Regions from separate parts of the Mus musculus genome. Here regions 1, 2, 4 and 5 are each linked to region 3. A link is a contact called in public HiChIP or PLAC-seq, capture Hi-C and promoter capture Hi-C data. All regions are on one chromosome and are shown on one strand. Each heading gives the region's core, a stretch centred on a gene start, on an enhancer-like site or on the middle of the called end of the contact. The rest is flanking DNA. Distances are from core to core; before and after follow the strand shown.

Region 1 (4,616 bases), core at 2,116-4,615, 270 kb after region 3:
AGGGAAAAGGGGGCTATGAGGGAGATAAAAGAGCAATGGATAAACCTGATTATAGAGCAAAGAAAGGGGATTAAAATTAGAGAAAGTTAATGAGATAAGTAAAAAATAAAAGCAATCTTTCTAAAAATAACATAGAAACAAAGGAGTTAAAATGTAGATGGGTGGTAGAGTCCTTGTTCAGCAGCCACCAAGTTCTGCATTTGATCCCTAGACAGACAGACACACACACACATGCGCACACACACATATGCACGCACACATGCACCCAGGTAAAAACAAGATTTAAAATATGAAGTAAAAAAGAAAAAGAGTTTTAAAAAAAGAAAAAAGAAAGAAAAATCGAATAAAGGAAAAAAGCTTAAGAGTTTTTTTAAAAAATGGGATTGTAGAGCCCTCTTTGGGGGTTCTCTTCAAGGCCGGATTTCCAGCTATGGTAGAGATGCAGTTGTAGCTTAAGGCCCTTCTTGTCACTATTCAATGTGCTGCTCTTTGTGCACCGATGGCCAAGCCAGTCGAGTATCATGGACGTACAAGGACGAATTCATCTTAGAAGCTTTCCTTCTTGTGTATCAGGATTCAAAGTTAGCACACTCAACTACAGCCTGCGGGCTTGGCAGGTTCGCGCTCACGCCAGAAACCTCCCACTTTGTGCATCAGGCTGTAGCTAATGTCCAAGCCATGGGGGCGTCCCTGAGTACACGGGAGGATGAAAAGGGCAGCAAAGTACTGAGATTTGCACTGAGGGGAAGAGCCAAAGGAACCCGGCACTCGGCTTGCTGGTCTCAATGCATTCGAGGCATCGAGTAAAGCAAAGTGGCAGGGAGCGAGTCTAAAAGGACAACAGGGATCTGTTGGGCCAGAGCAGGGTGTTCTCAGTCCTACCTGGCAGCGAACCGAACCGCACACCAGGAAGACAGCCCCAGAGGCCATCTGCTCCCCAGGATCGGTGCTGTTCTCCAGGTATGTCATCTCCAGATGACAGGGCTCTGACCTCTCTCTGTCTTGCACAGGTCTAGCTCCGTGATTAAACTCCGCTTGCTGGTTTTCCAGTTACTCCCATAGGGCTTTGTGTAGCAGAATTTTTTCCTTAATTGACGGACTGGGTAATAAAGATGACAAGAAGCCAATCACTGGGCGAAGAGGAGGTGGACCTTCCCTTCTGAGAGAGGAAGAGGGCAGGAGAAGGGCACTTAATTTTTGGACGGAGAAGTGGGAGCAGACAAGATGTATACCAGGAAGTGTTTGGTGCCATCAGGATCTGCTACCAGAAGATTTCTAACTTAGAATAGATGATGAATTTAGGATGACAGATTCCACGCCCAGCAGTTGTTTTATCTGTTGATTCTAAACTAAGCTTGTCTGGTGTTTTTCATTCTGCAGCAACTCAGGTGGGCCAGAGGGAAAGAACTTAGCCGAGGCGGAATTCAGTCAGACTTTGGGATGGGAAAATTAGGCAAGGACTAGGTTATAGAGAAAAGGTAGCGGAGGAGCATGGATCGGCGACAGTGCCCCCCTGGCCAGCCATGGAAATTTGGAAGTGCTGAGTGGGTTTGGCACAGCTACCCATGGGAACCAAGAGAGCTATCTCGGAGCTCTAGAGAGGCAGAGCCAGCGTTGGTGGGAGAGGCCTTGGCAAGGGGAATTATGCGGCCTTGGGCTATGCGCCAATAGCGTGGATTGTTTTTTAGTAATTATACGCAACAGCTTTGTCCTTGTTCCAGATTGGGCAGGCTACCATGCCTTCTGTAGTTTAGCCCTACAATTACACTCAGCTTGTTGATGTCTGACTATTCCCTGCTCCGTGGCTATGCCTCGTGCCTCCTGCCTACCTAGACACCGAGGCACCAGACTCCTTCAATTGCAGCTGTTCCATTCTCTCTCCAAAGTATCTCAGTCTCAAACAGTAGGCCCTCTTCTCAAGATGGTACCTTGCTATACCATTAGATATAAGCAGCAGCATAATGGATTTCTTTTCCAACACTGGCCTGCCATGCAGGAGTCACTGAAATACTGTATCATCTCACTGGATTTATGAATTACCGCCAGTCTTTCAGCAGAGATGCCAAGCTTATCTTCCGTGTGTTATGGCTTTGTCGCCGCAGCCCCCACATCGCCCCTGTAGCTGAGGCTAAGAGATGTTTCCTCTTTCCCCTACATAACCTGTTTATCACTAGCCACAACATGTCATGATTCCCTACATTCTTTCTCTGTATCTTCAAGTAAAGACATTTTGCTACACAACCTTCTTTCTCAGGATCACACCAAGGACGCTTCTGACTGCCACCCTCCAGGCTCCTGTCCCCAGCATGGAACTTGAATGAAGTCAAATATCTTCAAATGGTTAGAAGTTAGATTTCAGACAGTCCAAGAAAATGGCATTGTTTTCTATCACTGTGATCTTGAGTCTCTCACTGTAAGAATTACCAGCTAAATCTTTAAAATGACTCTGTAAGAGAAATAATAAATCTATTTCAAATGCATAAATAATACTGGCTTTACTATAGAAAGTAGCAGTTGAGAAATAAAAAAAAACAAACTGGAGACTGCAGTGACCTCTCTAACAAAGGTGATGCCCCCAAAATCCCTTTTTAAGGGTTTGTTGTTGTTGTTGTTGTTGTTGCCCATCTCTGCCAATCTACCTCCCAGTTTTGTAAGTTATCAATATATTTGCGCTTGAATGAGAAGTGCTGAGATTCCCTGATCACGCGCTGGAGAGCTGGCTCAGAGGTTAAGAGTGCATCTGCCCCTCTAGAGGACTCAAGCTCGGTTCCCAGCTCTCAAACGGAAGCTCACTGCTGGCTGTAACTTCATTCTGGGGATGCTAACTAACATCTTCTGGCCTCTGCTGGCATTGCGTGCACGTGGTGCACACACATACATACAGGCAAAACACTCATTCACATAAAATAAGTAAACAGACAAATAAATAAAATATCCTTCAAGACTATTTTGTAGAATACCTGAAAATTTGGTTTTGTGACTTCGTATGTTTTTGTTGTGAGCCTAGCCTTTAATGGCCCGCCATCTCTCCAGCCCGGTTTTGTGACTTCTTAAAGGCATCAAAAGAGGGACTGAAAACCAGTGATTTACTCCCTGTGTTGAGCCTACAAAACCTATGACGACTGTATTTGTAATCCTTTGCTTTCAGTTTGACAAACGGCTGAGGCTGTCTGCTGGCTTGCTTCACATTTCTTGTCCTTCATGTCTTCTCTTGAGTCCTGTCACTACTCCCCAAACAGACTAGCACTTATGAAGCCAACACACTCAGTAGAATTGAGCCTCTGGTCACCAAGATTGCCTGGCTGGCTCTGCCTCTGCTCAGAAGGCTTTCTTTACCCAACTTCCTTCCTGGATTAGGAAGGTGCCCTCCCACGTAGCCCTCTGCTGCCACCTAGCGGTCAAAGGGTTTATCCACCTTTCCACCTTGTCTATTCCAACGTTGCTCTTGCAAAAGAAATTGGATTTGTTTTAATTTTTCTTCTTCTTTTTTGGGGAGAAGGTCACAAGGGTGGGGTAGATCTGAGAGGACAGGAAAGTGAGTGTTATCAGGTACGTGATGTGAAATGCCAAAACAACTAATAAAAATATTGTTAGAAAAAAACTGGGGCTTTTTCCATATGACAGAAATAAGATATTTTTTAAATGCAAACTTTAATTGTAATACTAAAAATAAAACACTTTTAAATAAATAATTTTGGAATTACCCCATTTCTGGTAATAGTCACCCTCCCCAGCACAGGGCTCTGCATGTAAATGGTAAATGGCTGTTGTAAGTTCTTTTGACTTTCAACTAGACAGAATGAGAAGAATATGTCCAGTGGCTCGCTAAGCAACAAGAGTCTCTTACTTTTTTTCTTGGTTATCTATTGTTGAATTTGAGTATGATTAAACTGCAGTTCCTCCCAATGTTTTCTTATCCCTTCATTTATGTGGGTCCTTAAGGGATATTACCATCTTAGGCACAGAGGACTGCTTCAAGTTTGAATTTAAGTCACACATCTAATTATGAACACTAAATGAATTTTGGTATACAAACTGAAGTCTGTCATAGATTTTTAGCTCTTAAAGTTTATTATTAATAATATAAGCACATTCATTTTTCTTAAAGGGCAGCATTGAGAATTGTACATATAACACATTATGAATAGAAAACAAGTAAATTTTTACCTTATAAGAATAGCTGATACAAAAATAATTCACCTGAGAATAAATTCTCTCACTTTATGTAATATGCTATTTCAAGGGGAAAGATGAGAACTCAATGTTAACAATATTAAAAATACATTAAGAAAAAGCATTTAAAAGCATTTGCTATTTAAAAAAAAAAAAGTCCTGCGTTTTGAATGCTACCTGAAAATGTAAGATGGCATTGTAACAAATGTGAAACGCACGATCGGAATGAGACGCTGAGTGACCAACAAAGAACCGGGAAACCAACACTCACCCTAGTAAAATTAACTGTGCTATTCATTTTCCTAGAAGATATTCTTAAGACTAGTAGCAAAGCATTGTCATATCATAACTGGTTATAAGTATCTATCCTTGTCTTAATAAAATGTAAGATCTTACAGAGCCGAACAGTTCATCCTTCTACCCAAAGAGCCCACTCTGAAACG
Region 2 (4,700 bases), core at 742-3,241, 330 kb before region 3:
GGTGTGTCTGTTGCTAGTGTTTCTTCTCCAACCCTGAAATGTTTTGGTGTGGCTGGCCGTCTATCCCTGCCTTTAAGTTTGAAATCATTTGTAGATGGCAAGTACTGGTTGTGACTTCACTGCACCTGTCTGAGCTCACAGACGCTGATAACTTTATTTATCCAGCTGGTGCCAAATCCTGAGGATGAGACACAGAAATGTGAGAATTTGAGGTCTTCACTCTGGGGAGTTAACCGTGGTTAACTCGTGTGATCTGCCCTCAGTTACAGACTAGGGCGTTGGAATTACTGAGAATAGACAAATAGAGCAAGCTCCAGAGAGAAGGGGATGGAGGCAGTGCTGCTGAAGGTGGATGGCGGTCAGGTGTCCAGAAGCAGGAAGCTGGGTCTGTCCCCTGGGTTTCTGTTAGGAACAGTGGTGGGGTGTGACCGTGTTGTGGTCTGAAAGGCCACCCCGCTGAGTCCTGCCTTTTCCTGTCTAACCTTGAATTTCTCTGGTAAACTTTCTTTATTGTTTTTTGTTTGTGTGTGTGTGTTTAAAGTAAACTTGTGTTCTTGACTGTATTTCAGTATTTTCCAGCCTTATGTGTTACATTATTCCAGTGATAACCCAACAGTTTATTTTTATTACTGTTATTTTTTAAACAAAATTCACAGTTCGTAACGAGGCACACTTATCTTGTGATTTCTGTATAATGTCGGGTTCTATTTGGGAGTGACTGCGTTTTCATGTGTGTGCAAGTGGTTCTGATTAATAATTCCCTCCCTCCCTTTCCCAGTTAACTTAAATTGTTGGTTATGGTAGATTTTTTTCTTGGTAGATTGAAAAGCTTCTAGATTGTTACTAATTTGGGAAAAAGTTTCATTTAGGTTTTAGCATGGGATAGAAAGCTACCTTGTTGCCATATCTAAAACTTCCATAATCTATATTAAATGAGGGTTTTCTGTACTTACTTTGTGGTTGGCTATCTTTTTTTATATTTAAAAAAATAAAAATTATGTTACTAGCTTAAAGCTTAATTTGATATTTGTTTAAATGCCAAAAATGTATGTATGTGAATGATGTAGAACGCCATAAAATGCATTTCATGTGTATATACCCCCTTGGTCTGTACGGAGATAAACACCTGCTTTCTAAGAGTTCCATGCTAGCTTACAAGTTACGCCCTTTTGTCGTTTTACTCTTAGACTTTTCAAGATAAGTCTAAATTTAAAAATTACCACATTTAAAGCTTTATCTTTGTGCAATTTAAATATCAGTCAGAAGTCGTGGTTGGCATACTGTGTCTTTGTGGACTCTTGGCACCATTGTCTCTGGATGGGTGGGCGAATTTAAGCAATCTGCTGAGAAAGCAGAGCTGGCCAAAGGGACAGTTGCTGTTTCCTGGACACTAGTCTGATATACTCTGTGCTAATCTAATCGCTGTTCTTTTGTTACAGACTGTCTCAATGGTAGGTCACAGAATAAAAAAGATGAAATAATTTAAATTCTTAAACGAATCAGTTTTTCTTCCTTTCTTCCTTTTCTTCCTCTGTTTTTCCCCAAAATTTCAGTGGGAAAGAATGAAAGTGAATTTTGGGATTAGAATTTTGAAAAAGTAATGTATTTATTTTTTTTTAAAATACATTCCAATTCAGTTTGTCAAAGGGTGGATTTCAAAACCTTGCTTTTATGGGTGTGGGACAGACTCACTAACAAGCTCTGGAAGGGGAAGGTTCTGTCCAAAGCCATGGCGTTGTTTTCACAGGACAGACCTGTCTGTGTGCCTTAGGGCTTCACAGACTGGATTGGACTCCTGGTTTTACAAGATCCACCTGTAGCTGCTTGAGGATCTTACACATCAAGATTTGTTTCTGTTTCTTCCTGGAGTTTGAAGAGTGAGCACATGAGTTACTCTGGTGATAACTGGGATCTTCACACGCAGGGAAGCTGGAGTTAGTGCTGGAGAGTGGCTGAGTTCTGCTGCTTAAGCTCTGCCTGGCCAGGTTCAGAAGTCCCTTCCTCTCACCAGCTGCATGTCCTTCTTTTAAAACTTGGCCCAGGATGCAGTTTACTGTTGTGTTGACATTCTGAAATTGAATTAGCACAATGGCAGTGGCGTCACTTTGTCTCCAACCTCAAAGATTTGGACCCTTTGTGAACTTTGGCAAAGCCCTGCCAGTGCACTTCCGGGTGGACCAAAACCATGCTAACCATTTAATTTGCCCTCCATCACATCTGCCAAGGGGAAACACAAATCTCTCCCTTCTTACATTTGGGGTATTTCTGTAGAAACCATCATTTTTGTGTACATACACAGCTAAAATTTGTTTCTTGGCATAACTTTAGAACTGTGACATCATCATGAGTCCCTGTAAGAACAAGAAGTAGCTTTGTGATTTTAAAAAAGTCACCACTAGATGGAGAGCTTTTTCTTTATGCTCAGCTTTGCCAACCTCAGATGAGTCGCAGCTGTTTCTCAGTCTGCAGATCCTGCATTTGCGTGTCTCCCTACTTGGTACAATGTAAGTGTGACCCCGAGACTGCCACACCAGAAGCCCTCTGGGACCTGAGCTGCACTCGCAGAGAAAAACGTGATTATCCCTTGCCTTCCCACCCGAGGCTGAGTGAGGTCTGCCTCACCTCATCTGTGGCCATGTCACCTGGGGGCCTCCTGCACCACGCTTGTGTGGGGGCCCTCGTGCCTGCTGTTGATGAGGTCACTCGGTATTTAGAAGGCCTCCCAGGATAGTGCTCATGGGCTGACTCGCGTTCCTGAGTTTGAGAAAGCTGTCTCTTACTGTGAACGTGCAGCAGTAGACAGATGCAGTGTTAAAGAACCAGCAATGTAAAGACATGATCTTTACCACACAAGATGAGATTCTGTAGTAATGGGTCAGTGAAGTTAGACTAGAGAATCCTAAGAACCTGACCTCATACTTCTCCTAGGGGCAGTAATAATTTACCAGTTAAGAGGCCAGGAGTTTAATAGGACAGAATTGCTCCCTATAAGAGAATTGACTTATCCTTAGATAGGTCCAGCATTTGGAGAATGCTGTGGCATATCCCTCCAAACTGATCCCTACCAGTTCACACAGTCTTGGTTTTTTTATTTGCTTGCCAGTGGTAACATGGAAAGTTTTCACATAGACTCAGAATATTTTTTTTCCCCATGGGAAGTTGAGCAATGATTCAGAGTGCGTAAGCTGTAAGAACTCCACACTCTGAGAATGGAATGTTTTTGTCTTCTGGTGCTTTTGAAAAATGCTGCTCTTAGCTTTATGTTGTTGTTGTTAGAAAAACAGATAGTTAAAAGTAGCCTATATAGTTATCCATCATAGAATCAAGCCGAGTTACTTTGGTTTTGAAATGTAAAGCAGATTTCAGAGTCTCGAGAGACTGGTCTGCATCAGGGAGGCCATGTTGGAGATGGACTGCAGCTCGCCCGAGCCAGGCTGGCTGAGAGCCCCAAACCATCCTTTCTTTGATCTGACAGTGCCTGTCCCCCCCAGCCCCCAATCTTCAGTGTGGCTTCCTTGTGCTTCCCAGACATGGGAGAAGAGAAGAAACAGTTGATGTTGCTGCAGGAAGCTGCGCCTCACAAAAGGGCCTTCTTGAGAGGGAAGTCTTTAGAACCAGTTTTCTCTGGTAAAGAGTTGACTTTGCTGTTTTTTCTCCTGTAGCCCAGCCCAGCCCAGCCCAGCCCAGCCTTCAACTCTACACTCTTTGTTTCAGCCACTCAAGGGTGGGGATTTGCTGGAATGAGTCACAGCACCCAGCAAATTTGACTTCACAAATGGGTGTGATGCTATACATTTTGGAAGAAGTCTAAACCACAAGATGATGTGGTTTTGTCTCTTGAGAGCTATAGTTCTCATCCTTACACATTGGAGGAGGGGCATGCTCGTGAGGGTTGCAGACCTATGTCTTGCAGGGTAGTGTCTGGGACTGGCAAGGCTCTAGGGTGAATAGAGGCAAGGTTATTTCGCAAACTGGGTTCTGGGGTTGTGTGCCCATAACGTGGGGTGCTAGGATGAATCAGAACCATCCACTACAAGACCAGCATGGTGACTCGTGCCTTAATCCAGGCACTTGGGAAGTAGAGGCGGGAGAATCAAGAATTCAGGGCCAGCCTGGTGTACATGAACTCCAATCTCAGAAGACCAAAACAATACTACCTGTTCTCAGTCATCCTGTCTGTCCTTGGACATATGCACAAGTCTGAGTGACATTGCTGGTTCTGGATTTGTCCCTTGTAGTGATGTCTTTTCTTCCTCCCCTCCATATTTTTTGATCCTCTGGCTTTTATCAGACAATAAAGTGATTTGATCTGATGAAGCCATGCGACCCTAATCTTCCACCAGCTCCCCCTTTTGTGTCTGGCTCTTGGTTTTGACATACATGGTGTCACTTCCTCACGCAGCCCAGGCTAGCCTCGAATTCCCTGTGTAGCTCAAGAGTGTCTCTGAACTTCAGCTTCTCCTGAGTGCTGGCGTTACCGGATGTGTGATGCTGGGGGGTTGAACCTGAGAGGCAAGCACCCCACCCACTTGCGAGCCACACGGCTCTCGGTTGCCAATTCCTCAGTTGATAATATTCTTCAGATTGGAGTGTGCCCCCTAACTGAGCAGTCTTACCCTTAGTATTTCTGGGAGTGACCTGGCTGAGATTATTGTATTCAGATAGTGTTAGGGACCAGAATGTCAGTATAAAAAAAGTGA
Region 3 (4,836 bases), core at 922-3,421:
GCATTATTGTACTGCCATAGAGACTACTTAGCAGAACAGAACAAACTTTCCCACAGGTGTGCAGCAAACCACAGCTTTAGCTAATTCAACACCGAAGGAAGAGAGGGAAGATCATCTATAGGAGAGGGGGTGGGCAGGTGTGTTTGTGTGTAAATATCAGTGGGTGATTTGATAAGGGGATTTGCATATATATATATATATATATATATATATATATATATATATATAAATAATTAAATGGGAATGTAAAATTTCCTGCAGAAGATGTTTTAGTGCATAATAACACCACCTCCTGCTACAACTTCAACAATCAATACTATGCAAACATGCTCTGGTGAAACCTCTTCTGCAAACTAAGGGATGTAAATGCTCTTCAAAAGCATTTTTTTTTTCCTGAGGGAGGACACTGGATACCTAAGCTGAATCATGAAAGGGAAGGCTCCCCAGAATCCCATGCTTATCAGATTTCTGGGAAGCCAGGGGCGTGAATGGCCCGGGCTTTTGACCACAAAGTCAGTAGCTCCATGGTGAATACCATAAAATTGGTTCTAAGTCCTAAGAACTGAAGCGAGTGCTAGGGATGAACCCCACACGATGATCCACAGCAACAAGCTGGTGGGTCCTTACCAGAAGTGCTCCTCATGTTTACCACACACAGAGAGCTCACTCTCGTGGATTCTCTAGAGTCGAAGCTCAGGTGATAAGTCCTGGCCAGTCTAATGGGAGACACAATGGCTGAAGCAGGCTCAGGGGCTATTGCCACAGGAGGAACCTGCATAGGGCTGTTAAAGGAGGTCCCAGGCAAGGCAGACAGGCAAGAAAAGAAAGGAGACAACTCATGGAAAGAGAGAAGGAAGGAATGGATGCCAAGAGTGGAGCTGCATCAGGTTGGAGTGCCCACTGAGGGGCCGCTAAGGTGCCTCATGAGTTGTTCTCAGTCCGGATAATCCAGAGGGAACAACTTCTGAGGGGACTGTGTAGTCTGTTGGGGTGGCAGAGTTGTCTGAGTAGAGATCTCAATACAGAATCAGGCACAGCCCTGCAGGCAACTGCACTCTTGTCTGCAACTTCTCTGATTTTATTTGTAAATTAAAATCGCCTCCTTGTCTGTCCACTCCTGGTGTGTGTGTTCTGCGATTTGTAAAAATACTGAAGACATGAACCCTCCTTATCTGTGGCATAAATAATATCCAAAATGTTTAAGTGGGGGGGGGGGGGGGAGGAGGAGAAAGGGGAAGGGAGGGAGAGACAGACAGACAGACAGACAGACAGAGACAGAGACAGAGACAGAGACAGAGACAGAGACAGAGACAGAGACAGACAGAGACAGAGGGCGAGAGACTAAGTGTTTCTCCTCCCCTGTTGCCCTGGGAGGCTGACACTTCTGTGCTGAAGGATGAACATTCAAAGTTAGGCTGTGAGACAGGAGAGCCCTGCACATTTCACATTCTCATTTCCCCCACGGTGTCAGAACAGCCAGAGATCCAAGAACAGTCACAGCTTGCTATTCATCAAGTGTTCTGTGAACCCTCTCCGGAAGCAGTCTCAGAAAAGTTAACCCCAGATTGCCAAATTACATCATCAAAGCAAATAACTCCAGAGGCAGTACAAGCTTCCCACTCAATCCTGAAGTGTCTCAGCTTGACAGTCAGTCTGTTGGCCAATTTCAGCTCATTCGCACACTCATTTTATGGCTCAGCAGAACATCATGATATAAAGGTATATATTTTAATTGAATACCTTGCTCTATTTAATATTACACACCAGACACCAAAACATTTCAGAATAGCCCACTGATTTTTAAAAAACCAACTTTGACACAGATGGTTAGCATTCAGCTCATAAAACGGTTCATTTTTTTATTATAACAACAACAATAATAATCCCGATGCCCAAACAAATAAACCTGATAAGGAAAACAAAATCTCAGAAACTTACTTTCGGGAAATGCCAAGCAGGGACTCCAGCCGCACCATTTAATCACGGGCTCTGTTTAGAATAATAAAGTGAGACACCTTCCCCTCCCCCTATTCTCCAGCACCTTTCTAGAGTTTAACTGTTTGCTGTCCGTGAACGCGACTGGTGAAAGCTGCTCTCAGCGGGAGTTTATGATCTCAGCTCTGGGTTGGTCTTGCCAAACACCACGGACACGTGACCGCGCATGGCTGCTCCTCTTTTACCGCTGTGCAGCCAGCCCCCGCAGGGCGGTGCCAGTTATATTTGGTCACCTGGCCATGTGGCTGTATAACGGAGGAAATTCAATATTCCCAAGCTTGCAGGATGCCTAAGCTGGAGAGCAACATTTAATGCGTTGCTTTTAAACTGGAAGGTGGTAAATCAGAGAGCTGTGTTATCGGAGGAAAGCTTTCTCTCCACCCACAGCCCTGGGCTTCTGACTTCTTCACTCAGGATTTTCATTCTTATTTCTCAGTTTTGCTTTCATTTAGTTCTCTGGTGATTTTTTTCCAGTTCCCGCTGAGCTTTAGTCTTGACTGTTGATTTATGGAGTAGGTTTTAGGGTCTTCATTCTAGATACTGGAGACAATTATCTTGTATGTCCCTTCTGCTCCTGGAGGAAAGAGATAGACATCAAGGGTCTTCATCAAGTGCTGTCCATATTTCTGTTATTTTTGCAGCTTGATTGCCATTTGCTTAATAAACACTAATCATGGATTATGAATATGCTATTTTATTATATATTATTTTAATTATATATTACTGTGTACCATGCTATTATTTTTCTGACTGGTGTAACTGTGGCATTATTTACCTTGGGGGTATCCAACAGCTATATAATTGAACACCAAGCCTTCTCAATCAGAAGGAAATTGTGTTTGATATTCTAAACCTAGTCAACTCTCTGTGGATGTAGCGGTCATAGACCCTAGAGGAGAATGTACCACTGCTATTTTTCTTAAGCAATATAATTTCTAACTGCATTTTAAATACTTCTTATGCCTACAGTTGAATGTAGTTCTCATGCTTCTTCAAGAAGCTTCCTTTTGCATCTAACTGAGGCTACTACAAGGATCCATAACTGGTCGCCAAGAGGTACCCAGACCCAACACATTATGTACACCCATAATATAAGTTCAGGGAACATCCTGGAAGAAGGGATGTGAATCAGAGGACTAGGCTATATGGCTGCTGGACAATATCTTCTAGACAGGATTGCTGCTCCCGGGAGGTTGCAACAATATATCTGCCTAAAGGAAACTTACATAATGACAACCACAGCTGACATGCCAACAGGAAGAGGTAAAATTTCTAGGGTCTACTCCTAGATAAAGAGATATAGGCAACCAATGACTGGTGAGGAACGGAGAACCAGTGCTCTCCAGAAAAAAGTCTTGTAGTTCATCCAATCCCAAGTGGTCAGCCCTAAAGACGGGTACATATGAACAATGTTAAAAGACATTAGGGGTGTGTGTGTGTGTATGTGTGTGTATGTGTGTGTACAATAGAAATTAAGATGCCATGAATTTGAGAGGGAATTGAGTAGACACACAGGAAAAATTAGAGGGGAAATTATGTAAATGTAATACATGTATGAAATTCTCACACAATTAAAAAACAAATTCATTATACTGTTTTTTTTTGTTGTTGTTTGTTTGTTTTAGAGACAGGGTTTCTCTATGTATCACCGTAATTTTTATTTTAAAAAGGTTTATTTATTTTATCTTATGTGTTTGGGTGTTTTGGTTGTACGTCTGTGCATGCGCATACATCAAGTGCATACCTTGTGTCCGTGGGGTTAAGAATTGAGTCAAATCCCTTGGAACTGGAGTTACAGATTGCAGATTACCGTATGGGAACTGAATCTGGGTCCTCTGCAAGAGCAACTGTGCTCTTTATCCCTGAGCCACCTCTCCAGTCCCCAATCCACCTTATTATTATTTTTAACCAATGAACTTAAGCTTTTATTGGTTATTTTATATTTCAAATATTGTGCCCCTTCTGGTTTCTCCTCACAAACTACCCATCCCATCTCCCCTCCCCTTTGCTCTCTCATCCACTTACCCACCCACTCCTGCCTCACCACTCTAGCATCCTTTATGCTGACCCATCAAGCCTCCACAGGACCTGGAGCCTCCCCTCCCATTGTTGCCAGATAAGGCCATCCTCTGCTACATATGTAGCTGGAGCCATGGGGTCCCTCCATGTGTATTCTTTGTTGATGGTTTAGTACCTGGGAGCTCTGGGGATGGATCTCAAGGTGGGGTAGTGTCTAGATGGCCTTTTCTTTGGCCTCTGCTCCATGTTTTGTCCCTGCATTTCCTTTAGACAGGAAAAATTCTGTGTTAACATTTTTGACATGGGTGGGTCATGCCTATCTAATGGAGGTGGAGGGAGGGAGGGAGGGACCTGGGAGGGAGAGAGGTGGGGGAGGGAAAACGGGGGGGGGGCAGGAGCAGGTATGGGAAGAGACAGGAGAGAAATCCAGAGGGTCCAGAAAATGAATAGAAATATGTAGCAGTGGAGGTGGGGAACGGGGGGGGGGGGGGGGGGGCGGGGAGTGGCACTAGAAAGTCCCAGATTGCCTGGGAAGGGAGAGGCTCCCAGGACCCAACTGGGATAACATTAGCTTAAATACCCAACAAAGGGGAGATAAAGCCTGTAGAGATCACCATATTTTTTTTCTTTTTTTATTACATATTTTCCTCAATTACATTTCCAATGCTATCCCAAAAGTCCCCCATACCCTCCCCCCCACTTCCCTACCCACCCATTCCCATTTTTTTTGGGCCTGGCGTTCCCCTGTACTGGGGCATATAAAGTTTGCAAGTCCAATGGGCCTCTCTTTCCAGTGATGGCCGACTAGGCCATCTTTTGATA
Region 4 (4,738 bases), core at 997-3,496, 340 kb after region 3:
GAGAGAAAACTATGGAGATGCTGAATTCCCAAAAGACAAGATCTATGTAAAATGAAGAAGAGAGCTATCCACAACCCGGTGGAGGCAGATGCCACCCTGGAATGTGGCAGAGCACGGGTGTACGCCCTGGGCAGCAATGTACAGACGAAACTGACAACAGAGTGTGGAATGCCTTGTATGCGATATGGAACACCCCAAGTGGCACCCCACTCCTCCTCTGTACCTCTACACCCAAGGGAGATGCTTCACACTTTAGAAGTCCACTGACTGCCTCAATCCTCAAAACCCCTCCATCTCCATCTCCACCATCACCTACAAACTGCAATCTGGATTCCTACTTCAGTGAGAAAACAGAAACAATCCAAAGAAACGGCTCCACCACTCCAACCACTCGCTGACATCTGGGCCTCCAATAATTTACATGTTAAACAACGTGCATGGCTGCCATTCCCCCGAGAACTCTAAACCACAGAAACGTAAATGCCATCCAGTTTAACTATACTTTTAAATTAAGATTTAATTTTTTGAAAAGAGCTGCTAATCTGTCTAGCAATGCACTGAAAGAGAAACCTATCCAGCTATTTTACTGGCTTCATAATGGGTATAATAAACCTTTAAATTTAACAGAAGGCATCATAAACGCTTTCTTCGCTGATCTTTTAAAATTTACCAAAAGTAGTGACATAAAGCAAGATACTAATGCCAGTAAAGTTTGACCTAAGTTTTATGACAGAACGCCTTGCTGGAGGAAAACGATGTAACAGTACCCATATGGCAAGTCAGCTAATAGTTTTCTTTATATATAATGTTTATAAAAGTATAAAGTTTGCACTGTATAAAAGTTTTAAGTTTGCACTTAAAACTATTTCCAGTGTAATCTACACACTAATGAGGACTACAATTTATATTAGTATGAGTTGCTTTTATATAATTACTCTTTCAATTAAACTCAATGGCAGACATTACATACTATATTCATCTAGGAACTTTAGGAACAAAATGATTACCTGGCATGTAACGAACATATTAATAAATTTATGCAAAATTTAAGAGTTCCCTATGTTTAATAGAATTTGAAGTTTTGCATTATCAAGGACACATCTGCCTAAATGACCCACATTCAAAGATCACTGTCTCTTAAATCTGCTTTCAGGATAAACACACACAAAGTGTTCTCATAATGTTCTTATCTATTGAGTCTTCTCTGACGAGACATAAAAATGCTCTCTGGGCAAACATAAAATAGAGTGAGGAAAGCACCAGGATTAGAGAGTCTGGAATCTCAGAGGGAGAATCTCAGTACCTCATTTTTTTCCCCAGCTGGGACCTTAATAAAGTTATTTAACCTCTTTAAGACCCATATTTCCCACACAGAGTACCATCTCCAACCTCAGAGCAGCTGTCAAGATGAAGTAATACTGACCCTGGCTCTGAGCCAGGATCTAACCTCATCTGGGGCTCCAGAATGTCCTTAATTTTTGTCCTCAGACTTGATTCTTTGAAAACGTAAAGCGAAGCTTTTAGAGAGCTGGGGCGAAAATCCTCAACTCCGACTGCCCCAGAGGCCGCTGTCCCCCATGGACCTCGCTTTCTCCTCCTCCCTGAAACCTTTCCGCGCCTGGGAATCTTCGTTAGCTATGTTTGGGGAATTCAGATTATTTTCAACCCCAAAACCGTGTCACGAGCTCTGCGGCTTTTCCTCTCACCCCGAGTCCTCTGGTCACACATGATCCGCTACCCGATCTGCGCCCCAAGTAGGGCGATGCTCCTGAGCCCTCAGGGGGAAAACTGACTTCGGTTTGGTTTGGGCTTTTATTTAATTTCGGTTTGTCCTTTCTTTTCCTTCTGCCTCTCTAGAAGTTCTGAGGATGTCGCTAGCCCAGGGATCCCTGTCAGCGCCCGCCACCCGCCAGCATCCTCCGGCTCCCCGCGGCCCGCCACACCCTCCCCTCTCCTCATTCCCTAGCTGCTCGGCCATCTCCACGGTCCATGCCCCGTCCCCGCCGCCGCGTCACCTCTCTCCGCAGACACGAATGGCGAGCGACCTCGAGCGCCGCGGGCCTCGGCGTCTCCTCACCCCGGCGTCGCAGCCGCAGCGCTGTCAGGCCCAAGCCGCGAGCTTACCTGCGGCGACCGCGACCGCGGTAAGTGACGGAGCTCGGAAATTCTGCGCGGAGACGCGGTCCGCGAGGCCGAGCGCGCGCGTGCCCGCCGCCCCGCTACGCCGAGAGAGCCGCGCGCGCCGCCGGAGACACGCCCCCTGCCCGCCCCTGAATGCACCTGAGGGCGGGGCGTGCGTAATGCGCGTGCTCCTGGAGCTCGAGACGGGAGCGCGCTTGGGGGCGGGGCTACTGGGGGCGGGGCTCCGGCGGAGGTGAGCGCGGCGAACGAGTCGCAGAGTACTTGGTTGGACCTGCCGACTCTAGCTCAGGTGCTCAGAACCTCCTGGGGAGCTCGCCGCACCCTCCACCGAGGCTCGATGGGTTTGAGGAGACTTCTGTCGCCTCAAGAAGGACGGCCTTGGTTCTCCACCCTCCCATCTGCCTCTGTTCCCTTGTATTTAAAGAGTTGATAAAAGTCTGACACTCCTCCCTCTTGCTGCAGCGTCCTCCCTCCTCGTTTCTGTAAAGACTGCCTTCTCCTCTCCAACCTCAGACTACCACCTTGAACATCCTACCGGTTCCTTCAAACATCCTCCGAAAATCTGCAAGTGTTGACTTCTGGCAAAGACTATATACCACGCTTAATTTTTACTTAAAATGCAAACTGATGTTTGGAATGTCGTTACCCAAAGTGATCGAAACAAGGGCCAAAGGTATTGCAAAGTAAAGTTCACAATACCAAAATTACACATCCCTGAGGAAGACTGATCCTTTCTTATCCAGAAGCCACAAACTGCCAATTCATAACACACACACACACACACACACACACACACTATTCATGCTGGAATTTTTGCTGGCTTGATACTGAATGTGTCTGGTGTGTGCAGTCCCCAGTGCTATGTGTTACAGTTACTTTCGAAAACATCTTCAGCTCTGTGAATGTGAACATTCATACATATTTTGTGTATGTGTGTGTAGTTCTCAAATTGAAAACTAAGTCTATAGAATGTGTTCTGCTTTATTATAGATGTGGACGTTTTGCCTGCATGTGTGTGTACACTATCATAGAGCCTGACACAATGATATCTTTCCTCTCAAACACCCCACTTGGCACCATAGTATCCCTTTCACTGTCTTACATGCTAATCTCTTCAGCTACATCATATGTAGCCTGAAGTTAAGAACTTTTTCTTATACCAATTTAAATTTTCAGGTCTTGCGAATCATAAACTATGGTAAATACTGCTAATAATACTACTGATGAGAGAAAACACCTACAAGAAAGGTATGTAAATATTTTTATCTTCACAAAAAATACCTACTCACTTAACAAAATTGCACCCATAGAAACAGAAAATATTAAAATTCTATTATAGGAGTGGACTTGTAGTTCAGTGATAGTCTGCTTGCCTAGATTGTACAAGGTCCTGGCTTTAAACCCCAGCAACACACACACACACATACGACTTATAAAATGGACAACAAGATTATAGGCTTGTAAGAATAACATAGAACACAGAGAAAAATATTTTAAATAAAAAAATTACTACAAATTAATGTGTAGGTTGTGACATATTTTACTGCCTCTACGCAAACTATTTATCAGACTATTTATATCTTGTAATCAGGCTGGTCACACGATGTCTGCCTAAATGTCCACAACTACCAGGTTTTAATAGTAAAACAGCGGCCAGAGAGAATGATGCTTCCTTCCACCCTTCTGTATCTAGGAAATAGAAACAAGCAATAAGCACATCTTGGTTGTCATGGTGGCAACTGAAATCCCCACACCTCATTAATAGACCTTATAGACAAATGAACCATGTGGGAGTTCCTAGATCATAGGAGTTGCAGCTTGAGACTTAAGAAGCTCGGTGGCTATGGGAAATTAACAGTGGGCCACAGTTCTCACCAATATTTAACATGGAGTAAGAGGCCAAATCTTGCCACATAGAGTATTAACTTACAACCTGATGAACAATGGCTACGTGTGGCCGTGCTTTTGCTTGCCAGACATCAAAGACTTGTTTAAATGGATTTTTCTAGACCATTTTGCTAAAATTAAGATGACTAAATCATTTGGGGTGGGGCAGCAAATGAAAAATGGCCTCCGTGGGATTGTATATTTGAATGTTTGGTTCACAACTGGAGGAACCGTTTGGGGAAGGATTGGGAGGTGGGCCTTCTTGAAGGACATTTGTCAGTGGGACAGGCTTTGAGGTTTCAAAAGCCCACAATAGGCTCAGTGTTCTCTCTCTCTCTCTCTCTCTCTCTCTCTCTCTCTCTCTCTCTCTCTCTCTCTCTCTCCCTGCCTGTAACTGGAAGATCAGATGAGAGCTCTCAGCGACTGCTCCAGTGCCATGCCTGGCTGCCTGCTGCCATAGATCCACCAGGATGCTCAAGGGCTAACCTTCCAAAACTGCAAGCAAGACGCCAATTACATGCTTCCTTTTCCAAGTTACCTTTTCCAAGGTGTCTCCTCACAGCAAGAGAACAATAACTAAGTCATTACTGTAACAGCTTTGTGTCTGATACGTATAGTATAGTATAGTATAGTATAGTGTAGTGTAGTGTAGTATAGTAGTATAGTATAGTAGTTCACATTATTATTTTATTTTATTTTTTTGGTTTTT
Region 5 (5,083 bases), core at 2,128-4,627, 270 kb before region 3:
AAAATCCCTCGGACTAATAACGTTCCCTTCCAGGCAAGGGATGCAGAAAGCGGACTTGGCTATGTCATTACCTCTGCCTCTCCTAATGTGGTAGACGGTTTGCTGATAGGTTTGTTTTTGGATAGCAATTAATGTTAGGTAATTATTGGCAGGGAAGCACCACTTAAATACCACTAGCTTTTAAATGCTAGCAGGGTCATGGCTATAAGCAAGGACTTGTCTGTGCAAGACGCAAACAATCTCCCAGACCATTCATCATTTCTCCTTTGCCGCCCATTCTAAATATCTTTTTGGGGGAATCTGGATGCTTCCTTATTCCTGAGCAGTAAGGGACGGTGTGATTACAGTAGACGTTTTCCTAAGAGTCAATCCATACCAGCCCATAAGTCTTTTGAGTTCCATGTATTTGGAGACAGCTCTCACCTAGCCCTCCCTAGTCTCAAACTCAGCAAGTAGATGGGGCTGACCTTGGATTTCTGTTCTTCCTCCTTCTACCTCCTGGGGGTGGGGGTGGGGTCAGGATAACAGACATGTGCCTGGTTTATGGGGTTTTGCCAACTGAACCAGGGTTTCATGAATGCCAGGCAAGCCGTCTACCAACTGAGCTATGCTCTCGGTGGGTTGCATTTTTAACACCGGTGTAACTGTCACCCATTTTCTTGTTGACACCATCCTGTGGATGTTTACAGGACTTTTCAGGTGGAGGGAATGTGTTTTCTGTCTCAGAGGTCAAGGTTTGGCACTATTATATACAGCTTCAACTTTTATGTCACCCATAGACTTTGCCTGGGAAACTGCTACTATTAGTGATCTGCCTAAAGACAAATAGAAAGGTCTCCAGCCCCCACTGATTGATTCCCTGTTAAATGACCAAATTTTCTGGGCAGTAAGTTGTGTGTGTGTCTGTGTTACACATTGTTAGAAGCTTAAAATCAATTACTCAGCTTGGTGAGGAAGAGTTTTGCCTTTCTCCCCAAATATTTCCCTGGAATTTCCTGCAGGGCCCAAGTAACATAAGGAAATTCAAGGCGACAGAAATGAGACTAGGCAGACATACATCTACATTTACAATAGCAAGCAACTTTGCCCATAGCCTGTATTTCTATGGATAATTTTTCTAAGGGCAAATTTCCTAGTTCACTGATCCATAATGCTACCACATTATTGATGAAATTAAGGTAATATTGAACGTGACAGCACTTGAGAAGCAATCTTAAGCTGCCTTTTTATTGCATGCAATTAGCAATAGAATTGAGAACCACTTTCTAATAGAAAATCACCAGCCATAGATAGAGGTTGCAAATGAAATTCACTGTAGCAATTTCAGCCAATAAGTTTCAACTTCTTTCTCTCCATTTGCTGAAGTTATCTGCACACACACCCCCTCCCCGCTCCAAGGTTTAGTCCCACCAATTAATGAGAAAACAGTTAAATTGGGCTAGCAACAGAGTTTCAACTGAGATTTATGGCTTTCTCATCTTCCAGAGAGACTCCAAAACCACCCCTGACACCTCACTCTGAAATCTCTGTATTAACAGATGGGTGTGTCAGGAACACGGAACCCTGGATTCAAGTGACCAACAAGCTCTAGACTTTGAAAGAGCCCTTAATTCATATGAAGGCTTTCTGCTCTAGGCTGGGGGACCTCCCAACAGCCTCTACCTCAACATCGCCAACACACTCTTGTTAAAACAAATTTATCCTAGATACGTTATCCAACATGCCCTTGTGAAAACACTCTTAGATTTATCCTAAATACTTTAATATTTAACTCCAATTTTTGCTTTCAGATTACAAAATTCCTAGGCCTCCAGCCCCCGAACCCCGAACCCCGAACCCCTTTCTCTCCAGTAGCCTCAGCCCAAATCATCACAATAATAAAAGATGATAAATTGCCTTCAGTTTGGAACATTGCCTAAACACCCGACAGGCCCTGTTTAATGAGCAACAGGGATTGGCCGTATCAGAGTTTGCTCCAGCTGACCTCTTTGGTCTCCAACCCTGAGCAGAGGGACAGGGACGGGGGGGGGGGGGGGGGGGGAAACTGGGTCTTTGGGATATGACAGTCAGATCTGACCAAAGAGCAGAGCTGAGTGTCGCCAGCCCTGCTCTCTGTTTGCAAAGTTCATTCTGGAAAACAGCAGGCCCAGAGCAGCTGTCCACAGCAGGACAGCGCGAAAGAGGCCCGAGAAAGCATTGGGACCAGGAAACTGACTGGCTAGAGAACCCAGGAACTCGAGGGGAGTGGCTGGGAGCATTTCTTTGCTGTTGCTCAGAAATCTAAGGCCTGCTACAGCTGGTGGGCGTCCAGATGGGGATCGAAGCCTAGTGCCAGGCTGTGACGGCAGAGTGAAGTTCCCACAGCCCAGGGTGGGAGTGGACATGGGTAGCCAGGACCTGGAGGGTCATGCTAGGGAGTCCGGTGCTGGGGTTCCTCGGAAGGGTTCTCACCTGTTCCAGCGGGCCACCTTCCTCCGGTAATACCGCAGCGCCTCCTGGCTGGCCAGGAGCCAGTCTTCGGGTCCCAGGAGAGGCGGATCCTCCAGGACTTGGTAGAGCGAGTGGGCGAAGAGGGCCTGCAGCTTAGAGCGCGGGGCAGGGTGGCCGCGGCTGGGATGCTCAACCCGGGGCAAAGCTCCTGAAAAGTTGTGCGAGGCTGTGCCAAGGTCTCGGGAGGCTGCGGCTGAGTGTAGAGACGCGGAGGGGGCGCGGCCAGAGCACGGGCAGGCGGCGGGGCGCTCGCCCGGCCGGAGCTGGCGCTGCACTTGCGGCCAGAGGTGGAAGTAGAGGTCGGCGGAGAAGAGCGCGCCCAGGAGCAGCAGGGCCAGCAGGCGGTCCCTGCGCAGCCCGGGCATGGCCCAAGCGGACACCCGGGAAACACTTGGGGTGCAGACGGAAGAAGCTCCTGGAGTCCGGAGGAGGCTGGAATGCTCACACAGGGGATTAGCTCTTCCTGGAAGGGTGTCTTCCCTGAACTTGGGGACCGCGTGCAGGAAGCTCACAGTGTTGACAGCGTCGTCTTTTCTTGCCCAGTAGAGAGGCAGGGTTGGGGTTCCCTGGCTACCCGGTTGTTATTTGAGTCTCTTTGCCCTGTGACCCCCTCTGCCAGGGACCGCTCAGGTGGGGAGGTCCCGTGGAGGAGTGCTGGCTCTGGTGGCCGTGTAGAGGGCGATCACTGGAGGGAGCGCAAAGGAGCTCTCGCCCCCTAGGAGGAGGCTGGAGAGACTGCGTAGCCCGGGGCGTCTCTTCCAAGGATGCTGTCTCTCCGCAGCTGCTGAGACAGATCCAGCGGCTCCTCCTGCAGGCGGCAGGGACTCCTGTGCCCCGGGCTGGCAGGAGCGGAGGGAACGCAGAGTTGACAAAGCAGGGGCGACTCAGGGCGAGCTTGTCTTTGCGCCTAGACTCCTAGAGGCAGAGGTAACGCGGAGCCTCCCCGCTGCCTGGATTGGCCTGGCGCCCGCACCTCCGCCCACTCTTAGCTGGCACCTGCCTCTGGCATAGCTTGCCAGCCAAACTCCCAATCCCTTTGCTGCCGGCTCTGCCCTTCCACCTTGTCATCAATCCTCTCCTCCGGCTCCTCCTCTTTGTCCCCACTTTCCTTGCTCAGGGCTCTTCATACACATCCTGGTGAGCCCAAGAGAGGTGGACTTGAGCCTTTCATTTCCATTTTTAGGGTTTTTTTTTTTGGGGGGGGACAATGCAAACCCTTAAAAGCCTTTCTTCTGTAAGCTTTGCCAGATGTGTGTCTGGGGGTTTGGATTTCATTTCTCAGCATACTCGCTGCAGGGCATAAACTGGATTCATAGCAACCAGCACATAGTAGGCACTTGCTCTGAAGATACTCACGTGGTGCACAAAAATAGCTTGCCCTTTAAAAAATAAGAGCCCCTCCCACTCCCCTTAACCTAGAACCTGGGTGATTTCCTGTTTGGATGGAGTTTGACTCCAAATCTTCCAGTACTTTGAAAAGAGGAAATGGCAGGGAGGGAGGGGCCCCAAATGACCCCACTCCGAACTCTTGAATGTAGCTTGGTGTGAAAGTAGTCCACCCAAATGAATCACTGGAGGACCCGCTTACTTAGGCTTTCTCCTGATATCCTGTGAGGTCATTTACACTTCTCCACCCCGTGTTCCTTCCTTCTGAGGATCAGGGGAGGGCAGCCCTGAAACCTTGGCTTTCTCTGTTTTATAATTTGGGAGCATAGTAAATGCGAGTCTGCCTGGAGAGGTGGCCCCACCCTGGAGAATGTTCAGGAAAAGACTGTTTCCCCCCAGCTGTTGCCTGCCTGGGCAACAAAGCGCCTATGTATGCTAATTTCATTGGTTAAGGATCTCCAGGTTCTTGCTGGAGTCTCCATTCTGAGACACTGTAGCTTGTGGGTTAACACTGGAGTTTTCCCGGCAGTTGGTCAACTATTTCTTGTGGCAGCTGCTGTCCTCTCATCTTTAGATAGAAGTGCGTGTGTGTGACCGTGTGTGTGTGTGTGTGTGTGTGTGTGTGTGTGTGCCCGTGTGTGTGTGTGCCCGTGTGTGTGCCCGTGTGTGCCCGTGTGTGTGCCCGTGTGTGTGCCCGTGTGTGTGCCCGTGTGTGTGTGTGTGTGTGTGTGCTTGGGGAGATCAGATGTCAACCTTGAGTGTTAGTCTTCAGGAGCCACTGATCCACACTGATGCTTTTAAGGCAGGTTTTTTCTCTGGGACCAGATTGACCGGCCAGTGAACCCTAGAGACCGTCCAGTCTCTGCCTCCCTATTGCTGGGATTACAATCGTCTGCCAGCACACTAGCTTGATTTTCATGTGGGTCTTGGAGAGTAGTCTTGTGTTTGCACAGCAAGAAGATTACTAATTGAGTTATTGCCTAAGCATCCTGCAATGAGAATTTACTCCATGAGCTCATCGTGAGGCTTAAAATGAGTTCAAGTATACATAGTGCTCAGAATATCCCTAACTCATGCCAGACAACTATGAGACAGGGTTTGGCTGTAGCGAGTACTTCTGGTTTCTTGTAAAGCACTAGATCAGATTGGAGACTCGTTATGGTTTGAAACAAACAAACAAACAACGGCAAACCACAGAAAAACACTG

Evidence for each region. Promoter capture Hi-C pulls out the DNA fragments that hold promoters and counts their contacts. HiChIP or PLAC-seq counts read pairs in DNA pulled down with a chosen protein or histone mark. Capture Hi-C pulls out chosen DNA fragments and counts their contacts.
Region 1: an H3K4me3 HiChIP or PLAC-seq map of forebrain shows a contact between it and region 3, with 9 times the contacts expected there. The contact joins the enhancer-like site here to the promoter of Abca8b in region 3. A contact is called at or near these places in 22 of 39 promoter capture datasets (the 3T3-L1 cell line, 3T3-L1-derived adipocytes, the C10 cell line and 16 more), 13 of 484 Hi-C or Micro-C datasets (3T3-L1-derived adipocytes, the C2C12 cell line, MC3T3-E1-derived osteoblasts and 8 more), 5 of 115 datasets of contacts at active chromatin or transcription factors (bone marrow-derived macrophages, embryonic limb bud, embryonic stem cells and 1 more) and 4 of 9 other capture datasets (adipose tissue, embryonic stem cells, liver and 1 more).
Region 2: an H3K4me3 HiChIP or PLAC-seq map of bone marrow-derived macrophages shows a contact between it and region 3, with 4 times the contacts expected there. The contact joins the enhancer-like site here to the promoter of Abca8b in region 3. A contact is called at or near these places in 2 of 39 promoter capture datasets (hippocampal neurons and neural stem cells), 2 of 484 Hi-C or Micro-C datasets (adipose-derived mesenchymal stem cells and muscle stem cells), 1 of 115 datasets of contacts at active chromatin or transcription factors (bone marrow-derived macrophages) and 1 of 9 other capture datasets (macrophages).
Region 4: a contact with region 3 is called in a capture Hi-C map of macrophages, with 2.7 times the contacts expected there. The contact joins the promoter of Abca5 here to the promoter of Abca8b in region 3. A contact is called at or near these places in 1 of 39 promoter capture datasets (liver), 1 of 115 datasets of contacts at active chromatin or transcription factors (pancreatic cancer cells) and 2 of 9 other capture datasets (embryonic stem cells and macrophages).
Region 5: a promoter capture Hi-C map of liver shows a contact between it and region 3, with 4 times the contacts expected there. The contact joins the promoter of Fam20a here to the promoter of Abca8b in region 3. A contact is called at or near these places in 2 of 39 promoter capture datasets (both in liver) and 2 of 484 Hi-C or Micro-C datasets (liver and muscle stem cells).

The regions. Positions count from the first base shown.
Region 1 is chr11:110,265,321-110,269,936 of GRCm38.p6, forward strand. Abca5 (ATP-binding cassette, sub-family A (ABC1), member 5) reads right to left here. Exons shown (of 39, transcript NM_147219.2): 39 at 4,049-4,616. Among named protein-coding and RNA genes, the nearest start is that of Abca6, 16 kb to the left of the region's middle. Within about 2 kb of position 3,366, at least 92 of the 459 cell types and tissues checked have an H3K27ac peak or open chromatin away from gene starts, as enhancers often do. A contact at or near this core is called in the C2C12 cell line, adipose tissue, bone marrow-derived macrophages and 6 more, where this site is marked.
Region 2 is chr11:109,668,165-109,672,864 of GRCm38.p6, forward strand. It overlaps Prkar1a (protein kinase, cAMP dependent regulatory, type I, alpha), which reads left to right. Exons shown (of 11, transcript NM_001373913.1): 11 at 1-1,499. It also overlaps a transcript of Fam20a not described here. Among named protein-coding and RNA genes, the nearest start is that of Gm39443, 17 kb to the left of the region's middle. Within about 2 kb of position 1,992, at least 151 of the 459 cell types and tissues checked have an H3K27ac peak or open chromatin away from gene starts, as enhancers often do. A contact at or near this core is called in adipose-derived mesenchymal stem cells, bone marrow-derived macrophages, macrophages and 2 more, where this site is marked.
Region 3 is chr11:109,993,674-109,998,509 of GRCm38.p6, forward strand. It overlaps Abca8b (ATP-binding cassette, sub-family A (ABC1), member 8b), which reads right to left and starts at 2,172. Exons shown (of 39, transcript NM_013851.3): 1 at 1,939-2,172.
Region 4 is chr11:110,335,470-110,340,207 of GRCm38.p6, forward strand. It overlaps Abca5 (ATP-binding cassette, sub-family A (ABC1), member 5), which reads right to left and starts at 2,247. Exons shown (of 39, transcript NM_147219.2): 1 at 2,016-2,247. Gm39445 (a long non-coding RNA gene) reads left to right here and starts at 2,369. Exons shown (of 3, transcript XR_880289.1): 1 at 2,369-2,815; 2 at 3,319-3,390; 3 at 4,436-4,536.
Region 5 is chr11:109,718,861-109,723,943 of GRCm38.p6, forward strand. It overlaps Fam20a (family with sequence similarity 20, member A), which reads right to left and starts at 3,378. Exons shown (of 11, transcript NM_153782.2): 1 at 2,452-3,378. The coding sequence starts at 2,855.